2 separate regions of the Salmo salar genome follow, and region 1 is linked to region 2. Evidence: chromatin contacts called from public Hi-C data. All regions are on one chromosome and are shown on one strand. The core of a region is the stretch at or near the end of the contact, and the rest is flanking DNA. Distances in the headings are between cores, read along the strand shown. Region 1 has its middle 17 kb from the start of LOC106590212. Region 2 holds the start of LOC106590208 (carbonic anhydrase 1-like).

Region 1 (4,718 bases), core at 1,192-3,691, 46 kb before region 2:
CCAAAAAATGTAAGTTAAAGATAGGTTTGTCGAGGTTGAATTTGGTTATCACGATGACACAATCCTGCGGTTGAAATACCACCCTCAATTACTCTTTTTTTTTTATCCAATGTATTTTCCCATGTAGATTCAACGTCACAATATAATGATAAATAACATTGATTCAACCAGTTTGTGTCCAGTGGGGTGAACCAAGAGAACTTTATGTTCAAAAAGTGTGTGCCTGTGTGAATTTCTGTGTTTGCATGTGAATGCTGTTACATGTCATGTCATGTGTCTTTACGTGAATGTGTTAGGGAGATATGGGTTGTTTTATGTGTGTGCATGCAAGCTGATGTGTGTATCTGCAGTTATGCATGCAGTAGACACTGATACAATCAACAACTGAAATGAAATTAGGATCTTCTGGTTAGATGCCTGTTCAAAACAGATACCAGCACTGTTGCACACACCCTTACACCACATCCACAAGTGAAACTACTAAAACCTGTTCAGGGCAAACCACTAAATATTTTCAAAGTGAAAATAAATGGGGATATTCAATCACTTATATACATGCTCCAATAAAATAATTGATTTTTGCTAAACAAGAGCTCTTTGTTGTGTAACAATATCCACATCCTTGATGGCAGAGATAATTAAATATTAGTCAGTAAGAATAATACATTTGATCATCGGCTTGTCTGATGAAATGGACGCTTCAGTGCCAAGTATAACACAATGCCAAGTGCAGTACATATTTTATCACCCAATCAGTTATGATGATATAATGGTCCTTCAAATAAAGCGGCTTGACTGGACCGTGGGTTCAATGTAATCAAACCAGCATTGCATAATAAATGCATTGGCGTCCCACCAAGAAAAAGCTTGAAATCACTTACATTACTATGCTTACTGATTGAAACCAATTGAATGAAACTAATGGGATTATTTATTTGACCATGCATTCTCTTAATCTGTAATATTTCTTTCCCTTAATACAAGTTTGATGGAATGGAGCCCTATGTCTCTATTCACTTACGTCAAGCATACAAATACAGTATGCGGCCTGTTGGGTGTCAGCTGAGAGGTTGCAGGGCAAGCAGTTGCCAACACGTGGTAACCTGAGAGAATTGACCCCCTGCCGCTCCTCGGGAAACTTTATTCTCCCTGGGTAATGCTAGCCCCTCTCCCAAGCATACCACAGGAAAGTAGGGGCATGGAGGTGAACCATAGACAGGAGAGCTAGTGGGCCGTGAACTGAGGGGTTGGCTGAATGAGCAGCAATAGAGGAGAGGAGGAGAGAATTCATGGGGAAAGTGGTGCCAGGGTTGTAGGTGGAGGGAGGAATGATGGGACAGAGAGAAAGAGAGAGGCTGACTGAAAAATGTTCAATTCAATGTTAATTGTTAAGGTAACATACACTCAGTGTACAAAAGATTAGGAACACCTTCCTAATATTGAGTTGTACCCCATTTTGTCATCAGAACAGCCTCAATTCGTCGGGGCATGGACTCTACAAGGTGTCGAAAGTGTTCCCCGGGGATGCACACATATACAATCCATGTCTCAATTGTCTCAAAGCTTACAAATCCTACACTGATTGAAGTGGATTTAACAAGTGACATCAATAAGGGATCACCTCGACCACCTGGCCGGTCTATGTCATGGAAGGAGTCCTACAACCAGCACTGTAGCTGTAATGAATGAGTAGGAAAGTGTATCAATAGGCTTGCATTCTTGTTATTAGAAGCTTGGGTCTTTTTTAATATCGAGGAATATTTCACTTTTTCTGGTCATAGGAGTAACAACATGAATTTGTGCATGAGGCAGAAATAATGCTGTGCGACTCAAGTTTTGCCATCAGCTGGAAGACGGTGTCCCTTTTTGGTCAGTGTCGGTGGAGGAAAGCGAAAGCAGAGGGACGTTGAGAGGCAGACCCTCAGTCTGCTGCTCTTTCCTTCCACTGAGACTGACCATCAGATGCAGGCTATTTAAGCCCAGTAAAATAAAATACAAATTATATGTAAGTGTATGCTCAATCAGTTGTGCCTCACAAATAATACAACAACGGATCTATTACCGGTGTGATCACATAGCCTACATCAAATGTTGAAATGTACATTTTTTGAATGGTCTGAGAAGAACAACAATGCATTATCAGGGCAATTTAAGCAAAGCCAATATAATGTTTTGGGCCTATAGCCTACTGCACAAACCTCATTACTACGGTACTGTTTTTAATACATTACCGTTGCATAGGCTTATGTTTTTTAACTCATGTTAAAAAAAGATATAACAGTAGATCTCGGCTTGCATTTTGATTCAGAAGGTGATTTCGACTCAAATAAGGTTTGTGTCCACTGCTCCAGTGTGAAAACCTCCCTAGTGAAATGGTGTGGCCTTATCAGTATGGCTAGGAGAGGTCATGTTCTATGTAGGTGACCTAGTTAGGATTAGAATAGTGTGGAAAACCAAGGGCCTCCAAGGTGACACACCCTCCCTATCACCTCCCCTCCTGTATGTGTCATCAGAGGCTCGAAAGAAAATACTAATGTACCTCACTAGGCGATAACGACTTCAGTCCAAATATTCCACTAAAAACAGAACATGGTGTGGCTATAGAAAAACTGAACCAGTAAACACACAATTAGTTAATCAAAAGGATGAAATATTTCCAATATATACTTTAGAGATGTTGGTCATTGTGTACAATAAGTGTAAAGTTTTAAAGCAGTTAGTATGTTACTTTACTCTTCATTACCCATAATCTACTTGTTTTGAAAGAGTTTATAGTCATTTGAATTATTCTATGATCCCATGCATGTTAAAACTGTGGATATTTTATGAATGTCACAGTATTAGTAGTATAACTATATAGAAGTCATATTTATTCTTAACTTGCTTTTCTGATCACACCCCAATACACATGGTTCTTTTTTTAAACTTTACTTTATATCATTCTATACACATAATATTTGATACTCCCATTTAGCTTTAGCAGTTATGGTGAGGCTATATAGCCTACCGCTGTTTACTAGTGAATAGCTTAGTGCTGAAGCCCTCACAGCTGAGCATTGGACACATGGTTGGGAAAATATTAATTCAATCTGAGTTCAATCTGCTTCCCAGCACACAGTTTAATGAACAACAAACAAATATTCCCCAAGGTCAATCTTCTCATTTAATATATACAAGTTCAAATCTACTCAACAAATATTTGAATGTTTCTGTTCATTATTTAACATAGAGGATATCTTCTTGTCTAATACAACATTCCCATGGATTATCATGTAATAACATTGCTGTTGATTTTTGAGGCAAATATCCTGTTTGAGTGACCCACAAGTGCCTTGGTTGTAGACTTTGATGTAGATCAGATGAGAAATAGAGGTAAAAGTGTAGAAATACTGGGAAATGTGAATGTTAAATAATGATCATTATAAGAATTGTAGCACTATTTGAAAGTCCTCTTATAAACTGCTTTTAAACATGAACACATTCATATCGTTGGATAAGTTACAGTATATATGACCCAAAATATCACCTGACACCCTCATTATGTCATGAGTCCCCAGCCTGCATCCATGTATTATAAACAGAAGACACAATCCAAATTCCAATCTGTATGAAGGACTATGAGGGCTGTCATGTCCATTGTATACACTTGCTTGGTATTTTATCACTTGATCACTGGAGTCCAGTGGCGACCACTGCTGTTTAAGATGAGGGAGGACAATTTTTCTTTTTTGTATAAGCATGGCCTTATTTCTTTTACAGCATATTAGATGACTGTCATTCATATTCATTCACGCAGCTCAATGTAACATCGATAGGTTTAGGCTACTACACGATACAAACATTTTCCCTATACCCATCATGAGGTTGCTACAAACTAGCTGTCACGTCCTGGCCAGTATAAGGATTAATTGTTATTGTAGTTTGGTCAGGACGTGGCAGAGGGTATTTGGTTTATGTGGTTCAGGGTGGTGTTTTTTCGAAAAAGGGAATTTGATTTATGTATTCCGGGGTTTTTGGGCACTGTTCCTTGTTTATGTAATTCTATGTTTAGTCTAGGTAATCTGTTTCTATGTTGAGTTAATTGGGGTGGACTTCCAATTGAAGGCAGCTGTGTGGTGTTGCCTTTGATTGGAAGTCCTATATTAGTTGGGTATGTTTGTCTGTGTATTTATGGGAGATTGTTTCTTGTTTTGCCGAGTGAGCCTTTCAAGACTGTTTCGTTGTTTGTAAGTTCGTTTCGTTTTTGTTGTTTTGGTGTTCACTTAATTTGTAAATAAATACACAAGATGAGCATCAACATTCCTGCTGCGTTTTGGTCCTCCTTAACCAACGACGACCGTGACAGAATCTCCCACCAACTAAGGACCAAGCAGCAGAGGAAAAGGGATTTCGAGTTGGACTGGCGGGAGAGATGGACCTGGGAGGAAGTTCTGGACCTTGGCACCAGGCTGGGGAGTACCGTCGCCCACGGGAGGAAATTGAGGCAGCCAAGGCAAAGAGGCGGAGGTACGAGGCCTTGGACGCACTGAGGGAGAAGCACGAGAGGCACCCCCAAGATTTCTTTTGGGGGGGGCACACGGGTAGTTTGACTAGGCCTAGGAAGAGCCGGAAGCCAGCTACCCGTGGTTATATGGAGGAGCGTATGAGGTGGAGAGCGCCATGTTTCGCTGAGGAGCGCACTATCTCACCCATACGCACGCACAGTCCGGTGCACGTTA
Region 2 (4,061 bases), core at 1,230-3,729:
GAAAACAAAAGACATGAACACGTATAAGTGCAATGGGTCAACCTGTTATGTGGTCCGAGTTAATACTACCTAACATCAGTTTAAGTGCACTTTGTATAATAGCACTACAAGACATGCATGTACAAAACACATAAGACGTTCACATTTTGAACAGGATCATTATGCTTTCATAATAAGATTTCAAAACACACCATGTTCCTTTTTTACTGAGATAACATCTCTTTTAATCGTTGGTCCATGATGAAAATGTGTCACAAGACACAACGAGATGAGTTGTCTTGACAGGTATAATGTGGACAGACATACTGACAGACGTCAATGCCAGAACGATATTAAGAGAGCAATGCAAAAGCCGCTCTTGTGTCACTGCCACCCCCACCTCTACCCCCACACTAGCACACAGACACAGACTTCCTGTTTGATGGAAGCAGCAGACTCAGTTCCTGTTACGTAATCCAGACCCAAAAGCAGCAAGCCCAAGGTCAGCCTAAGATACTTTCCAGGTATTGTTCCTTTGACATAGTCATCTATTTATACCAATTTAGTGGCAGCAGGTAATCCTTCACTAATTAGTCTATTCCCATCTCACGTGATGTCACAGTTGATGCTGACCGAATAGGCTATAGCGTGTAGGTTCTCTTCTAAAACTATTTTGAGGACACGATTTACAATAGTTGGTTCTGCTTGATAAGAAGGTGGAGACTTTTCTGACAAGTAGCAAAAGGTGTGAGTGTATGAGTGTATACAGGTTTCTGATGCAGGATTACATTACGAGACTGACATTGACCACACCCTGTGGGTAGATTTAGACTACAGCTATGATGGCGTAATTTCCAATGTAGGTCTACACACAGACAGGTATGACTAACAGTCATTCCTTCTTTCAGGGATAAGCTTATATTTGCGTTTGAATATGAACTTGGCATTCAATTTAAATTAGCTTCCATTAAGTTAACACAATAAACATGATACATTTACCCTGTAAGCACTAAGGTGATCATAAATAGAGGATTACCAATTCAATATCAATAAACCACCTGACATATAGGCCTAATGCTGCATATTACTAAGGTGCTAGGATCACATGCCATCAGGGATTACAGAGACAATAGAATCTCTTGTGTAACAAATCACAGGAATATAAAAATGCAACACCATACATTAAGATTCGGATTGAGTAGTTTTTACATTTCTCACAGCAATATTTTATAAATATGAATGTGAACCCCCCCCCCCCCAAAAAAAAATATTTTTGTATTTTTTTCTTCTGGATTTTGTCTTTTTTTTTTTGCACTGTATTAATTAAGCAATAGCCTATTTTTTTTTAATCGAATTATAACGACAGCAGAACTAGTAAAATATCATAATGTTGTACTTAGTTACTAAAAACATTACCATCCACTCCTGACACATTAATGGTTAACCAGACTCAGTCCTATTTGCATAAACTGACCTTCGCCTTTTTTTGCGCTAATGACCGCTCTTCCAGTCTAAAGGTCTAGCGTGCAGGGAAAGGTTTGTGACGGGTTGCGTTACCAATTCCATTACCTACTATTGTTTTCATGCTATAGTGTGGGTGGTGAACGTATATAGTCTCATCCAGCCATATTCCATGCCCATAATATTTGTTACTTTGTAAATGTATGAATTATTAATATTAAAGAAGTGCACAAAGTATCCGCAACTCTAAGGTACCATTTCGAGACACCTGTCATGACGCATGCTTTAAGATTGACACTAACTTGAGTTGTCGTTGTCGTCGGCGTAGGTCACTTGAAAGGAATGTCCGTTGTTGAGAATGTCAATGGAGGTGGAAGGGTCGTACTTCAAAGTGAGCGCCTTCAAGGCTGCGTCGAAGGCAGCCTCCCCAGGTACGATGTCAATGGGAGACTGACGGGGTCCGTTGGCAATTGGGAAGCCTTCACACCATTTGTCGGGTCCTAGAATGACAGTGGGGACATTGCAGTTGGAGACAATATTTCAGTATCTGTCAAAAATGTAGCCTACGTAAATTATTGCTTTCCATTGACATTGAGAATATTTTTTATAAACTCGCAGCTTGCTGTAACCGGGTAAGATTGTTATGACGCACCGTAGCCTAATAGCAATGTCAAAGAGGGATGCATTAAAATACATGTAGACAATGATTCATCAATGCATGACCGTTGTCTTTTCATTCATTCATCCGACAGTATATGCTGTACTACAGGTCCCTTTTAATGTCATGATAAGAACAGAGCACAAGCGCCTCACCATTGTCCGGTGCGTATCCCCATGCATGAGACATTGTTACTATTTGGGTATTTCTGTGTATCTATTGCTGTAAATCTCCCAAAATTGCGTCGCTCCCGAGTGCAAACAGCCAGTGTCCCCCACTTGACAACTGTCAGAGCTTATATAGGCTCCCTGTGGATTGCGTGTAGGAGCGGGAGGAGTTAGATGCACAATCGATGAGCCCAGATTCTCTCTCTCTCTCTCTCTCTCTCTCTCTCTCTCTCTCTCTCTCTCTCTCTCTCTCTCTCTCTCTCTCTCTCTCTCTCTCTCTCTCTCTCTCTCTCTCTCTCTCTCTCTCTCTCTGTGTGTGTGTATGTGCGTGCGCGCGGCACCACAGATCCTGTGAGTAGTCGCCTCGCTATACGTCCAGCGCTCCTTCATCCAAATAATTTGCCATTGGAAGGCGCGACACAAGCTGTATGGATATTCCCGAGCAGTACCATGTGCAATAACTCTTTGATGTTGCGCCTTCCACTTCCTAAACTCGAACGCTACACTTGCATTTTGAGTACACACACTCAGGGGGAGAGAGAGAACTCAAGAGTCCCTTTCTTCGCTTCCCTTTTAATAATGAACATGACCATAACTGTAATATATATATATATATAAAACAGTATTGAGCGTTTAGGCTATGTGGTATTCACGGACTTTAGGAATAATTATTTATTGCATAGAGCAGATGGAATCATTGTGTATTATTGTTTTAGGTGGATGTTTCTAATTTACACCTAGCCCCAGGTCTACGGAAGTATATAATTAATTGTATTAGTCTATTGATCCCGTTTAGGCCTAGGTTATGACATTTTGCCTAGACTGAGAACAGTTAAGTGTTTGTCTCTCTCTCTCTCTGTCTGTCTGTCTGTCTGTCTGTCTGTCTGTATCCTAGTTTTTCTTTAATATTAAAGACAGACTAACTTATTTTCTAATATGCTGATAATGCAAAAAACCACCCACATAATGGCGTTGCTTAAAACCCTTTTATAAAAGTGAAAGGCTTCACACTGGGCACACATAGGTTGAATCAATGTTGTTTCCACGTCATTTCGTTGACCAATGTGGAATAGACTTTGAATTGACGTCTGTGCCCAGTGGGTTAACTCCGCCACTGAGAATACAAAACATTAAGGCCACCTGCTCTTTCCATTACATAGACTGACCAGGTGAATCCAGGTGAAAGCTATGATCCCTTATTGATGTCACTTGCTAAATCCATTCATTCTGTGTAGATGAAGGGGAGGAGACAGGTTTAAGAAGGTGTTGCTAATGTTTGGTATTCTCAGAGTACTCTCACGGACTCTTATGGAAGTGTATCAGCGGCGATACGTTGCTGCCATCTGGCGGTCATAACGAGAAAGCAACTGTTTTTGTTGCTGCCAGTAAACCGTCTGTCTTGTTAGCCGAAAACTGGCAACCTCATCTGCATCGAAGGGAATGAGGACGGTAAAATAATGATATGATAATGTCCTCAGATAAAATACATGTATTGCATATAGGCTGTAGAATAACAACATGAGGCAAAGCAACTGGAGTATAACATTTCCACATAACACTGATCAGAGGGTAGTGCGTACGACCCAGTACATCACTTGGGCCAAACTTCCTTGCCTGCAGACATTCTAGTGCCTCCTGTACCAAGTCAATGAGCGGGGGTGCAGGTTAATCGACGTATTTTGTACATGTAAATAGGGGTAACCACGGTGAGGTCTACACCTGTTGTATTCAGACATGTGACAAATAAAGTTATATTTTATTTTGCACTCCTTCTCTAACCCAGCGCGGATTCAGCA

What was found. A called contact is a pair of places that touch in the nucleus more often than the background predicts.
Region 1: a contact with region 2 is called in a Hi-C map of gill, with 3 times the contacts expected there. The contact joins the enhancer-like site here to the promoter of LOC106590208 in region 2. A contact is called at or near these places in 2 of 3 Hi-C or Micro-C datasets (gill and muscle).

The regions. Positions count from the first base shown.
Region 1 is chrssa29:15,638,449-15,643,166 of Ssal_v3.1, reverse strand. No RefSeq gene overlaps it. Among protein-coding and RNA genes, the nearest start is that of LOC106590212, 17 kb to the left of the region's middle. Within about 2 kb of position 2,441, at least 2 of the 13 cell types and tissues checked have an H3K27ac peak or open chromatin away from gene starts, as enhancers often do. A contact at or near this core is called in gill, where this site is marked.
Region 2 is chrssa29:15,593,602-15,597,662 of Ssal_v3.1, reverse strand. It overlaps LOC106590208 (carbonic anhydrase 1-like), which reads right to left and starts at 2,479. Exons shown (of 8, transcript XM_014180973.2): 1 at 2,254-2,479; 2 at 1,743-1,940. The coding sequence starts at 2,287.